Linked DNA regions of Zea mays: region 2 is linked to region 1. The links are chromatin contacts, called in public Hi-C maps. All regions are on one chromosome and are shown on one strand. Each heading gives the region's core, a stretch centred on a gene start, on an enhancer-like site or on the middle of the called end of the contact. The rest is flanking DNA. Distances are from core to core; before and after follow the strand shown. Region 1 holds the start of LOC103633201 (receptor-like protein 4). Region 2 holds the start of LOC103633203 (anthocyanidin 3-O-glucosyltransferase 2).

Evidence for each region. A called contact is a pair of places that touch in the nucleus more often than the background predicts.
Region 2: a contact with region 1 is called in a Hi-C map of tassel, with 2.5 times the contacts expected there. The contact joins the promoter of LOC103633203 here to the promoter of LOC103633201 in region 1. A contact is called at or near these places in 3 of 25 Hi-C or Micro-C datasets (bundle sheath, ear and tassel).

What each region holds. Positions count from the first base shown.
Region 1 is chr7:159,915,687-159,922,274 of Zm-B73-REFERENCE-NAM-5.0, forward strand. It overlaps LOC103633201 (receptor-like protein 4), which reads right to left and starts at 2,343. Exons shown (of 10, transcript XM_035961095.1): 1 at 1,776-2,343; 2 at 1,266-1,547. The coding sequence starts at 1,368. It overlaps LOC103633202 (transmembrane E3 ubiquitin-protein ligase FLY2), which reads right to left. Exons shown (of 15, transcript XM_020540873.3): 8 at 6,426-6,583; 9 at 6,266-6,325; 10 at 6,068-6,161; 11 at 4,844-5,011; 12 at 4,020-4,348; 13 at 3,667-3,783; 14 at 3,429-3,589; 15 at 2,907-3,340. The coding sequence ends at 3,488.
Region 2 is chr7:160,103,992-160,110,727 of Zm-B73-REFERENCE-NAM-5.0, forward strand. LOC103633203 (anthocyanidin 3-O-glucosyltransferase 2) reads right to left here and starts at 3,373. Exons shown (of 1, transcript XM_008654897.4): 1 at 148-3,373. The coding sequence starts at 1,954. The coding sequence ends at 473. It overlaps LOC103633204 (anthocyanidin 3-O-glucosyltransferase 2), which reads left to right and starts at 4,234. Exons shown (of 1, transcript XM_008654898.4): 1 at 4,234-6,669. The coding sequence starts at 5,108. The coding sequence ends at 6,550.

The sequences.
Region 1 (6,588 bases), core at 1,093-3,592:
AGCATGTGAGTTATATACACAGCAAGTGTTCCATTGAATCATGAATTTCTAGCATACTGAATGGAAGGTTTCTGTGTTTCCTTTTTTTCACCTATACTAAACTTCCACATGCCCCCATCCTCTTTTGTCCTAGCTTGAGCAAGCTTTAATTTATCTTAAGGGGTGTTTGGTTTCTAGGGATTAATTTTTAATCCCTCGATTTTATTCCATTTTAGTACTTAAATTGTCAAATATAGAAACTAAAACTTTATTTTAGTTTCCGTGTTTAGCAATTTAGAGACTAAAATGGAATAAAATGGAGGAACTAAAAATTAGCCCCTAGAAACCAAACACCCCCTAAAGATGACAAAATTGTCAAATGTATGAGCATGTCACCAAGAAAGGGTAGAAACCGTACTGTACTAATTAGAAGTAGCTAAGAGGTGACCAGTATCAGCTGAATGAACACAAAATGGTTAAGACTCTGAAGTGTTTGGTTTCTATGGACTACTCTCAGTTTATAAGGTGTAACTACTTTTTATTTTTGTCCCATAATATAAGGCATGCTCTCTCTAGACATATGTACATCGATGCAGCAGTATAGAAAGAATTAAATGCATTTCTTAGTCTTTGAATCAAAGGTGGTTACACTTTATATATTGGGACGGAGAGAGTATTAGTCTTTGAATCAAAGGTGGTTACACTTTATATATTGGGACGGAGAGAGTAATTTTTAGTCTCTATATTGTTACATTGTAGTCACTAAATTAACAAATACGAAAATTAAAACTTTATTTTTGTTTCCGTATTTGATAATTTAGGGACTAAAAATTAGTCCATAGAAACCAAACATCCATCAGTTCTGCATCTGGTACTCGCCACAGAAACGGACCTATAGCTAAACAAACATGGATACTGTAGGAAAAGCTTCCAGGATGGGACCAAATGACAACGAATTTGACCAGGAATGCAGACACCAAGTAACGAGAAAATCAAGAATTCGGGAGGCCTTCTCTTCCTTCCTTCTGTTGGGCGAGAAATTGGAAGGACCTAGAGCTGCTGGATTACGAATTTACGATGTATAAAGAAGAAAAGAAAAAGAAAGCAAGCAAGCAAAATAAGCACAGAACTTGACTAGAAAGTACTAGATTTTCCGCTAAAGGCGCAGTACCAGCAGCAACACAAATGCGAGCGAGAACCTGGCGGCCACTGTGCCGCATTTAGCAAGATTTCCAGCATGAGGGGCCGAATCTCCAGCTAGACGCAACGCAAGCAAGAGAGCTCACCTTTGCTAAGATCAGCCGCGAGAACACCGAGGGCAGCCAACGACGCGGAGACGGCGAGCAGCCACAGCTGCAGCCGCAGCACGGCGGGAGATCTCCACCGCATTGCGCCTCCCGTCGCACTCGCCCTCTTTCCTCTTCCTTTCACCTGCCCAGCTGCCCTCCAAGTACAAGTCTTCTCTTTCTCTCCTCTGGCTTTGGACACTTTCGCCTCGAGTGTTTTTTTTTTTTTTTACTGCAGAATACCACCCCGTGTTTTCTCAACGGCGTCTTGCTCGCTCCTTCCTGTTCCGTTAGAAGAAGGAGAAAAGGCTGAAAAAAATCGAAGAACTGTCTGGATTTGAGAGCATAATTGGAGTAGAGCAATGGCGATTAGACGGTGCTAAGGTGGCTGCTTTTATGACGGTAGTAATGAAGGCAGGAGTCGATGTGGTCGCATGGTTTCTATTTATTTATTCTGGTCGCGGCCTCAAAGGGGGTGGAGGGCTAGACTAGTACAGTGGAGCAGCTCACGTTGTTCTTGGATCTTGATGAGTGATGACGACTGACGAGCCACCCCTGAAGATTTGAAAAAGAAAGGACTGCACGGCTGTGAGAATGAATGTCCCACTCCTACCCTGATTTTAAAACAAAAATAATAACGTGAGTGCCAGGATGTGGCTCAGGATTTAAGCTGAACTCAGGACAAGTTTAGGGTATTTGACGGGATTATTAGAGCATCTCGACCGTATTTCTTATTCTCTCGTATGAAATCTAGCCGGACGCCGAAACTGCCAAAGCTACTTTTGGTGGGTCACGTGCGAACCGGAGGGAGAGGGGGGCAGGCGGACACGCGGGCAAGGAGCTGACGGATCAGCAGCGCGGGCGCAGCCCGGCTCAGGTCACGTGCGACTGTGCGAGTGCGATGACGGGCTCAGGGCTAGATTAAAAAGCCGCAGCTAAAATCTATATAGACAAAAACAATGAGGTTGTCAGCTCAGTAGTAATAGTTGAGATCGAGAGGAAACGGAAGCTGCAGGCGGAGCTGAGATGATGGGCTCGCAGTCGTGGGGCTGTGCGGCCGCGCCATCAACGCACCCCCCCCCCCCCCCCCCCCCCCCGCCGGTTGTTGGGACTACAATGCGCGGATTGCGCGCCCAATCAGACGCCGGGTCGTGCAGCGTCGTGCGCCTCACGACTTTGCGTAGAGACGTAGAACAGGCTGGCGAAATGGGTGGTACCAGAATCTGTAGCGCAACAACGGCTATCGGCAATGCGAGGGCGAGAGAGGAAACAATGAGATGCAGGAAGGCCGACAGCGCCCGTGCCTCCTCCTAGCCGGAGCTAAACACGACCAGTAAGCGAAAACCATGCTTGCCTGATCGTACACGAAACACTCGGCTCCTCCCAGCTTCTCATCCTGTCATCCAACTCCACCTCCGGATGAAGCTAGGGTAAGTAGAAATGACCAAGTACTTAACTGACGTCTCAAACCTGAAAACACCAGGACGAACACGAGATCGAACAACTGGATCAGCAGCGTGACTCCTAACCTACGATAGAACAAAAAGGCGCTGCTCATGATGCAAAAATCATAGGGAGTGTTTGGATTGAAGAATCAATCCATTCTAAATAAGGTGGTGCATCATAAATCTATTTCACGAATTTAGTGGAATAAACCCATTCCTCATATTATTACTAATTATGAGTCTACGAGAAATGAAATGGTGATAGATTAATTCATTTCATTCCACAAACCAAACAAAAAAGTGAGTGAGAGAGATCTCATTCCTCAAACCAAACACGCTACTAATGTGTCCACCAAATCAAGAATGCACATCTCGAACTCTTTCACGGCGTTAACAAACTTTGCACAAAGCTCAGACCAAAACGCTGGGCCGAAATACTGGTAGCAGGCAAAGGCATGCAACAGTGATAACCGCATGAGCGGGGAAGGACGATTTCTTCGTGGGATGCTTGATACGCTAGTTTGCACAACACAAGACCTCTTGAAATCAATAGTATAAAACTTTTCTACAGTTCTGTTCATAGCTTTCACACGATTGCAGCCTCACCTTATTGTACATCAGTTCCCCCACCTGTAAACATCAACGTACACAATTAATTGAGGCCACAGAAACTTGACTTTCTGGGAGGGAGGGAGGGAGGTACAGGATGCCATCATACCTTGTATAAGCTGAGCTACCTACTTCTTGTTCACTATTATATATGATACAAAGCCTCATCTAAGCTGGTGGTAGGGAGCGCCGGCAAGTAGGGCACTCCATCTTAATGTCCATCCAACGCTGTAAACAGCCTGAGTGAAATATATGCTCGCAAGGTGCCACCTGCAGGAGGGAGGGCGGTGAGTAACGAGCAAAAGCTGCCTGCAAAGTGAAATGCCAAAAAGTATTTCACAATTTACCATGTATTCACTTGTTCTTTGGGTAAGGTCGATTGTAGTCATGCAAATAACACAATCGATGGGCTGATTTGTGCTGTCCTCTACCTTCCTATGGTAGCAGTATTTCTCAGGCAGTATCTGAAAAAAAAAAGAGTAGAAAGTAGACACAATATATTATTCCTAAAAACCGATACTAATAAAATACACTATGAACATCAATACAAGGAACAGCTCGACAGTGAAACATGTCTACAGTGGCAACCTAAACAGCCTTCAAAGGAAAGCATTAGCTGCTTGAATGGCAACTAAAATGCATCTATGATACAGCATAACAGAATGCATGTGGTGCAATGGCAGCATTATATAGTTATTACCTGGCGAGGAATAAAGCAGCGAGAACCAAGATAGTGCTGAAGCAGAAGCACTGCTGCTTGGATACCCATGAATACTGTAACAGCTATGGACCATTTCTTGTCGGGCTCGATACGCATGAAATTACTAGGGCAACCAAATATATACAATGGAATAGCAAGCCGTGTAACTGTCATGCCTAAAATATATTGTGGGTGCAGAGGTTTTCTTGTATCCCTGATGACATTTGTGACAATTTGAGGTACCCAAAAGGAGTACATCAGGAGGAGAAGTGGGCGTAAGAAATTGTGCAGCTCATACATTAGAAGGATTCCTCCCAACAGAATGCCATCTGCAGAGCATAAAGCAAATTAAAGAATACCTTGAAGTTGGTTGAGAAAATAGGTAAACATTTTACCGGTGTGTGGAAGATGCAAACAAGTTCGCATCAACTGAAATAATGGCATACTACTTAGTTGTTTCAAGTGTTTTTTTCCTTGGATGGGAGGCGGTAAGGTATCTTGTATCAATTTAACAAAGGGAATGAACACTCCAAAGGCTCTAACAGAATATCCATGTTTCCATTTATAGCAAGCATCAAGTACTTCACCTACCAACTAAAAACATGGGTAATAGTGATTTACATGCAGCAGGTAAATGGGACAATAAAGGTCACCAGCTAACAGGGGAAATGTCAGATTGATTGCATATGTAAGTTCTAATTGAAACAAATATATGACAAGAAGCATGCCACCACTCTGTATGAAAACCATGTTGTTTGGGATTCATTGATCTATTGGCGTGATTCTTCGTGAAAAGAAACCAAATGAGCATAGTAACTACTTACAAAAGCGGCTGTAAAGAACAGACAGCTCTCGCCTCATTATCTCCCAACCTTCTCCACTGTTTAAAGGCCTACTTGCTTTCCATATGGCGAGAAGGTACCTCATTTCAAAAATAGAAAATACAACAAATTTGAAGAATGCAGCCGTTGCGAAGGCATTGAAGAGTGACTCTGTAGAAAGTTAAACACATAAGAAAGTGTTATTCAAGTCAATCATAATCACAATGCAGAAATGGCAATAGAAGTTAAGCAGGCCATATAGTTCACTTAAGCTATGTACTATACCAAATTTCTCTAACTTTGATCAGGTTTTTTAGAAATTTGTATTAGCATTTATAAGTTCAATTAAATGCACTATCAAGAAATATTTCATGAAGAATTTAATGAAACTAAATTGGTATTGATGTTGATGCATTTTTCTACAAACTTTGTCAAAGTTAAAAGAAGTTTAACTTAGGACAAAGCAAAGTGAACTATAATTTGGAATGGAGGGAGTAGTTAATATTATAATTAACTATAGTAGAAGCTGATGTTTTTAGGGCATGTAAAACCCCATTTAATATGAAGTCTCTTGAAGGGTCTCTAGGGGTTTAGATGAAAAAAATACAAGACACGACTCTCTATGCATATTGTCTCTTAACTGCATTTATAGTCGAAGAGCCCGTCTCTACACAACTCTCTATGCATAATGTCTCTTAACTGCATTTATAGTCTTGGGGCTCAGGGTTGCATCACAAAGTCTCTTAAGTGTCTCTTGTACTTGGAAAACCAAACCAATGTCTTAGGTTGTACATGCCCTTATATCTCATTAAGCAAGCTGGGGTAATAAATGGTACTTCATCAGTGTATGAAATTTAGCAGGTAGTTGCCATGGCCTGATGGACATGAGTTTGAGCAAGCTATTATCTAACTTTCCACAATCTCCACTAGGTATGTAAAATAACCATAATACAGACACATTTGTATTTGGCTCAGATCTCCCTTATATTGTAAGGTGCCATCATTTAAGCATGAACTGAGTAACTGAGCAAAAGGGGACTGAATATTAAAGAAAATATAACCAAATACAGACCACAAGGGGACAAATCCTTGAAAAAAAATAGATGAAATCCTACTTGGTCATGTTTTAGTTCACAATCAAAGGAAAGAAAGAAATTATTAGCAGATGGTACAATGGAACAGTCAGAGAACAGAACACAAACAAATTATGGAAGTCACAGTACTCACCAACCAATATCCCAGCAGTCAGGTGAAGTAGACAGAGATATGCATCCATGATAGCTTGTTGGCCAATCATTAAAATAGAAACCTTAGCAGCTCCCTGTAAGCAAGACATAAGCAACTCAAGCAAATGAGCTTGGAAGTCATGTAATGCATGTGGTTTCCTTTTACTAAATGTTTCTCAAAGGGAAAAGGAATGCTTACAGATTGTGTGTTGCTATGCTCCATTTGTCTAATCAGCAGCAAAACTTGAAGGAAAGAGATCTACCATACTTTAGTTAAGAAATTCACAGACTGGACAAGTGGACAGATCAATAAAGATAATATCGACATAAAAATAAAAATAAAAACAGCCAGAGGATACAAAAGTGACCATCAGTGTGTAGTTGACTGCTTTGTTGTAATAAACTTCAACATTCAAAGAAGTTGCATTCAATAAGATAGGAGAGAAGCATTCCCCATCATCATCGACGGCTGGACTCTCCATCAAACCCTCCAAACGGTACTTCTCGTGTTCTCCATCTAGT
Region 2 (6,736 bases), core at 2,123-4,622, 190 kb after region 1:
TATCCGAGATTCAATATCCGGGTAATATCCGTATCCGTCCCGATAAACAAAATACCCGTATCCGTATCCGAAATTACGTCCCGTTTTGGTACCCGTATCCGATACACGTTCCGGGTACTCGTCCCGTTTTCATCCCTAGACACGGAGTAGAGAAGAGAAAAGTAGATGGAAGGTGGCGAACTGGCGATGGAAGCACAGTACAACGTGTACGGTATCATAAACATATGATACCTCCGAGCGAGTAGACATGGAGATCGATCATTACACAAGACATAAAACCTGAAGTCCCACGGCGATACCGATAAGCACTAGCTGCAAACTGCTCTCTCTCGTTTTCTCTCTCTCTCTCTGTGTGTGTGACTGACTGACTGTCGACTCCGGGAAGCTCAAACACGGAAGTCCACTCCTTCCATGACGAAGCGGACAGCCGGACACCGTCGCGAACGTCTGGAATCTTGGACTCATTCAATTCTCAAATGAGCGGCTGCGGCGCCTTGAAATGAGCAGTAGCTGTATTTGCACCCTTGCGAATCGCATGACGCAGCCTCTCCAGCGCCGCGTACGACGACCCGCGCTCCTCAACGGCCTTGCGGCACGCGGCCTTCATCTCGTGGGCCTTCTCCCGCGCCTTGCGCCCCTCCTCGCCGCCGCCCATGAGGGCCCTCACCGCCCGCTCCAGCTCCGCGGCCTCGACGAAGTTGTCGCGCCTCCTGTCCACCTCCATGGCCACGGCCACGCCCACGACGGCCACGAGCTCGAACGCGTTCAGGTGCTGCTCCGCGTACAGCGGCCACGGCGCCAGCGGCACGCCGTGCCACAGGCTCTCCATCGTCGAGTTCCACCCGCAGTGGGTCACGAAGCCGCCCACGGCCGGGTGGGCGAGCACCGCCTTCTGCGGCGCCCACCGCGGCCACACGAGGCCCCTGCCCCTGGTCCGCTCCAGGAACCCCGCGGGGAGGAGCTCGTCCAGGTCGGCGTCCGACGGGTGCCGCGATCCGGCCGCGGGAGGCCCGCGCAGCGCCCACAGGAACCGGTGCCCGCTCCGCTCCAGCCCCGCCGCGGCCTCGCGCGCCTTCGCCGCGTCGAACCAGCCCAGGCTCCCGAAGCAGAGGAACACCACCGACGCACGCGGCTGCGCGTCGAGCCACCGGACGCACGCCTCGTCGCCGGACGCACCTCCCCCCGCACCGAGGTTGAGAACCGGACCGATCGGGTACAGCGGCGGCGCCGGCCGTCCCGGCACGCACCGGCCTCCGGCGATGGCGGCGAGCAGCCCCGGTTCGAGCTCGGCCACCGTGTTGACGACGATGCCGTCGGCGTCCATGAAACGCCGGCCGTGGTAAACGAACCACGTGAAGTTGGGGCTGTCCTTGCGTCCCAGGAACCCCGGGACGCTTGCCGCGGGCACGGGCGGCAGGCCCGGCACGTCGACCGTGCCCTCGAACGTCTCGAAGTCGGCGGCGACAGTCTCGGCAAGGGCCGGCAGCCTCAGCGTGAGCGCGAGCAGCGCGGCCGTGGAGGTGAAGTAGACGTACGCCGGCACGGCGAGCCCGCGCGCCACGTCCAGCACGGCGGTGGCGAAGAAGTCGACCACGAGCGCCGCGGCGCCGAGCTCCCGCGCCGCGGCCTCCACGTGCGGCCTGTGGAGCTCCAGGTACCGCGACTTGAACTCCTGCAGGTTGCCGGCGCAGTCCGCCGGGGGCTCCACGGCCGGGAGGTGGTGGAACCGGACGCCAGCAATGCCGGACTCCGCGACGCGCCGGACGTGCGCGCCCACCTCGGCGGCCGACTCCGGCGTCGGCGGCCGCACGACGAGGACGGTCACCGTGAACTCCCGGCCCAGGCCGTCCCCGCCGCCCGCGCCGTGGCCCAGCAGGCGCTTCCCGGCTTCGATGAGCGACATGAGGTGGCCGGAGCCCGGCTCAGGGAGGAGCAGCACGTTGAGGCTCGCCATATCTCACCCTCCTCTCCTTCCTGTGCTGACAAAAGCTTGTGCAGCTGGCGCTGGCTAACTGCACCTGCACGCAACTGTGCGTTGTGGTTCAGTCTGAACTGAACAGGCTCTATATATAGGCCGTAGCGAGCGAGCACGAGCACAGAACACAAGAAGGATCGGGGGGCAGTCTGAACTCTGCAGAGTCCAGTGCGTTCACAGTCCGGTCTCTTTCGTTGTTCCATTTCTTTTGTTGAGAAAATCGGTCTTGCACTCTAGCTCTGCACAGAGAGACACGGTATTGGGGACAGAGCTAGTAGGGAGTGAGCACATGTATAACCTTTTTTGGTACAAAGAGAGGAGCAACCAACCACTTCATGCTCCACGCGGCCGGGCTCACCACCGGCCTCCTTCCATAGCGGGAGAGCGTTGCTTAAATTATTAAATGCTTTGCGTTGACCCCTTCGGTCCCATTTGTACTCACATGGTTGGCACAGAGATTCAAATGCCTCCCACCTCCCACGTTGTTGCACAGTGTTTTGCCCATCAGAATATTTCATGACACTTCCTAAGACAGATCACGCGGCGTGCATGTTTTTGTCAAAAACTTATCCCAATTCCCATCCCAACCATGTGGCATGCTCGCTCCCATTATACCCACATAGTTGGCACGGAGATTCACCGACTCCCACGTCCCACGTTATCGCACAATGATTTGCCCATTTTAGAATATTTCATAACACGTACATACTCTCCCTAATACAAATCGCGTTACGTGCTTGTTTTGTCAAAAAAAAAACTTATCCTAAAACCATGTGGCAACAAGGCAGGAGAAAAAGAATGTTATATTGCACGCATGTGCTACGTCGTGCCTGTTGTTTTGATAAAAAAAATGGTGTCTCCCTAACCACCTTGTGTGAGAAAACGCAATAGAAAAAGCTCACCGAGAAAAAAAAAATGTAGAACAATTTTGATCATTCTTCAGCACATATTTGTAGGCTTTAGGTCTTTAGAACATATTGGTCTTCAAGCCCATAATTATGGAATACATGGAGTTAAGGGGTTTTTCTCTCCCTGCATCATGTAGCTTTCTAATTAAGTTGTCTTATGCCAATTCCTCGAATGTATTTGTGGAACCTAGAGACTACCATAGAATTTGCCAGCAAATTTGCTGCGGACACAAACTTTGCTGCGAACACAATATCAGGTCTTGTGTAGTTCGTCAGGTATATTAGTGCTTCAATGGTTCTCAAGTAGGGGGACTCTAGGTCTAAATGGGTCCCTCCACTTTGTATGAGTAGATTGGTGCACACAAACATTCCTTCCTCCAGCAGGTGCTCAAGCTGCAGTCTCAAGCTGAGCTTCATTTTACCAAAGTCCCTTTATCTCATATTCTTTCTTGAGGTAAGACATTGCTTCCTCAATGTCATTTGTAGTGCTAATGATATTCAAATCATTGACATTAACTAAGATGATGCAGGAGCCTTTCAAGGAGTTCACCGTTTGTGTAACCCCTCTCTAAAAGAAAATTACTCGAACGGTTGAACCATATCCTTTTGAATTGTTTCAACCCGGACAATTTACCGCTACATGCAGACTCTAGACATAAAGCAGTTTGGATATAGTTTCGGGATCTTCCAAAACAACAGTAAAAAACTATACAGGATTAATATTTCGAACTTTTTATATAAGTAAATAGGTGCCTTAGAAAATGATCTAAATGAATCAAAACAACAGTAACAATTAAAATCAAAGAATCAATCTAGAATTAAAATATACATGTAATTAATCAAGAGAGAGAAACAATGTTAATACACTAATCTAGCATATTCAACTCTTGCCACCAGCCCCTCCTCTGAGCTGCTGCCTGCTGGGCTCCCGCTGCTACAGGCCGCGCCCTCAGGCTACCACGGGCCTGCGTCAGCAGCGTGGGCCCCTCTTCACACACGTCTGGGCCGGTGCCACCTTTGGGCTGTGCCTATTCACTACGTGGGCCGCACGCCCCTTATGAATCCGCTCTACCCAACCGTCTGGTGCTGCCAGCCTGCTGCTCCTCGCGGGCCGTATGCGACGCCCACGCACGCCTCCACATGGGCGGCTGCCCAGGCCGTCGCCGTTGCCTGCTGTGTGCCGCACAGCTCGCCTCGAAAGGCAAAGCGTGGGCTGCAGCAGCGCAACTTTGGAGCCCGTCTGCACCCGATCCCCACCCCCCCCCCCCCCACCCCCAACAACAAGGGGACATATCTAGTGCACATAAAAGACTAATGCACATGGTACACATATTAAGTTATTATCACTCATTTTAGATCTAACATCTCTAGTTGATTATTCAATTTACAAATAACACCTTCCACCGCTACACATCACCACGTTGACGGATGTCCTTAGTAAAATGTACCAAACAACTAGAGACGTTAGATTAAAATGAGTGGTGCTGATTTAATATGTGCACCATGTACACCAATGTTCCATGTGCACTTAAATATGTTGTCCACAACAAAAGTCACGGAGGCCAAACTGTACTGATTAGTTTGGAAAGCTTCATAGTCAAGCCAGGATTGGCTATCCGCCTAGAACACTCCCTTGAGATGACTGTCACCTCTCCATCTACCACAGGTCATTGATCAAGCGTCGCGGGACCCGCATCACTGTCATACTAGAGATTTTCCACGCCGGCCGGAGAGTCACAGACACAGACATACGGATACGGACAAGCTTGGACAGCCACGGTCCAAGATTGAGGCGTGGTGCAGCGTGGCTTACACGGCGCTGCGACACCTGCGTGCGAATTGCGATGCCTCGCGGTAGAATCACTTGGCCACAGGCGTGGCCAAGTCCACGAAGAAAAGTGTTGCCTATGGTTCAGGATTTCATCGGACATAGCAGATTGTTTCGGAGAAACATGCGTCGCATCTGCTGAAGAAAAGTACGGTTCCAAGTCCCGTGCTCGCCCATCCTGTCATCCTGGGCGACTGATCGGGCCCCGTGGGTGGTGGTGGTGGGTGATCACCTTCCACAGCCTAATCAGTGCCAGTCACCTTCACCGTCGATATATTTTTAAATTTTTGATACAACCGGCTATTCATCTGTATTCGTTTCACTTGGCTGCTTGCTTTGGTTACCCAAGGAAAAAAGCACTGAAGTAACGGTTACGGCCAAACACCGACTGTTCCAATGGCGACGCCCGCGCTGGTGCTCCTACCGGAGTGGGGGTCCGGCCACCTCATGTCCATGCTCGAGTCCTGTAAGCGCGTCCTCCTCAGCAGCAGCGGCGGCAAGGCCTTCTCCATCACCCTGCTCGTGATGCGCCCGCCGACGGCCGAGGCCACCTCCGAGGTGGAGGCGCACGTGCGGCGCGAGGCCGCGTGCGGGCTGGACATCCGCTTCCACCGCCTCCCCGCCGTGGAGGCCCCCACCGACGCCGTCGGGGTCGAGGAGTTCATCGCGCGCTACATCGGCCTCCACGCGCCGCACGTCCGTGACGCCGTGGCCGCCATGGCGTGCCCCGTGGCCGCGCTCGTGCTCGACCTCTTCGCCGCGCCGCTGGTGGACGTGGCGCGGGGCCTCGGGGTGCCGTCCTACGTCTTCATGTCGTCCACGGGGGCCATGCTCGCGCTCATGCTGCACCTGCCCGTGCTCCACGAGTCCGTCCCCGCCGTGGACTTCGACGAGATGGAGGGGGACGTGCCGCTGCCGGGGCTGCCGCCGGTGCCGCCGGACTCCATGCCGTGCCCCGTGGCGGACAAGAGGAGCCCCAACTACGCGTGCTTCGTGCGCCTCGGCGACCGCTTCATGGACGCCACGGGGGTCATCGCCAACACAGCGGACGAGCTCGAGCCGGGGCCCCTGGCGGCCGTCGCCCGGGGCCGGTGCGTGCCCGGCCGGCCCGCGCCGCCGGTGTACCCGATCGGCCCCGTGCTGTCGCTCGGCGGCCGCTCGCCGTCTCACGAGTGCGTCGCGTGGCTGGACGCGCAGCCGCCGGGGTCCGTTGCGTTCCTCTGTTTCGGGAGCATGGGGTGGTTCGACCCGCCGCAGGTTGCGGAGATCACTGCCGCGCTCGAGCGGTGCGGCCACCGCTTCCTGTGGGTCCTGCGGGGACCACCCTCGGACGCGTCCGGGTCGGAGCACCCGACGGACGCGAACCTCGACGAGCTGCTCCCGGAGGGGTTCTTGGAGAGGACGGGGGGCAAGGGCCTGGTGTGGCCGACGTGGGCGCCGCAGAAGGAGATCCTGGCGCACCCCGCCGTGGGCGGCTTCGTGACGCACGGCGGCTGGAACTCGGTGCTGGAGAGCCTGTGGCACGGCGTGCCCATGGCGCCGTGGCCGCTGTACGCGGAGCAGCACCTGAACGCGTTTCAGCTGGTGGCCGACATGGGCGTGGCCGTGCCGCTCAAGGTGGACAGGAAACGGGGCAACTTCGTGGTGGCCGCGGAGCTCGAGCGCGCTGTGCGGTCCCTGATGGACGCCGACGGCGAGCAGGGGAGGAGGGCGAGGGAGAAGGCCGCGCGTATGAAGGCCGTGTGCCGGAAGGCCGTGGAGGAGGGCGGGTCGTCGCACGCGGCGCTGCAGAGACTCGCAGAGGCGCTCCACGACGGCGCCGTGATCCCGAAGAAGTGAAACGCGGCCGCTCCATGTTCCTTTGTTTGGTGATGTTTCATGGAATACTATGCGCGCGTAATTGTTTTTTTATACCAATAGCGCAATAACAGTAATAATACAAATTTAGATTACAATAAGTAGCAAGTTGCATCAAACTAACATACTTAGTGTCCAATAATAATGTATCTGCAAAATTTACATAGG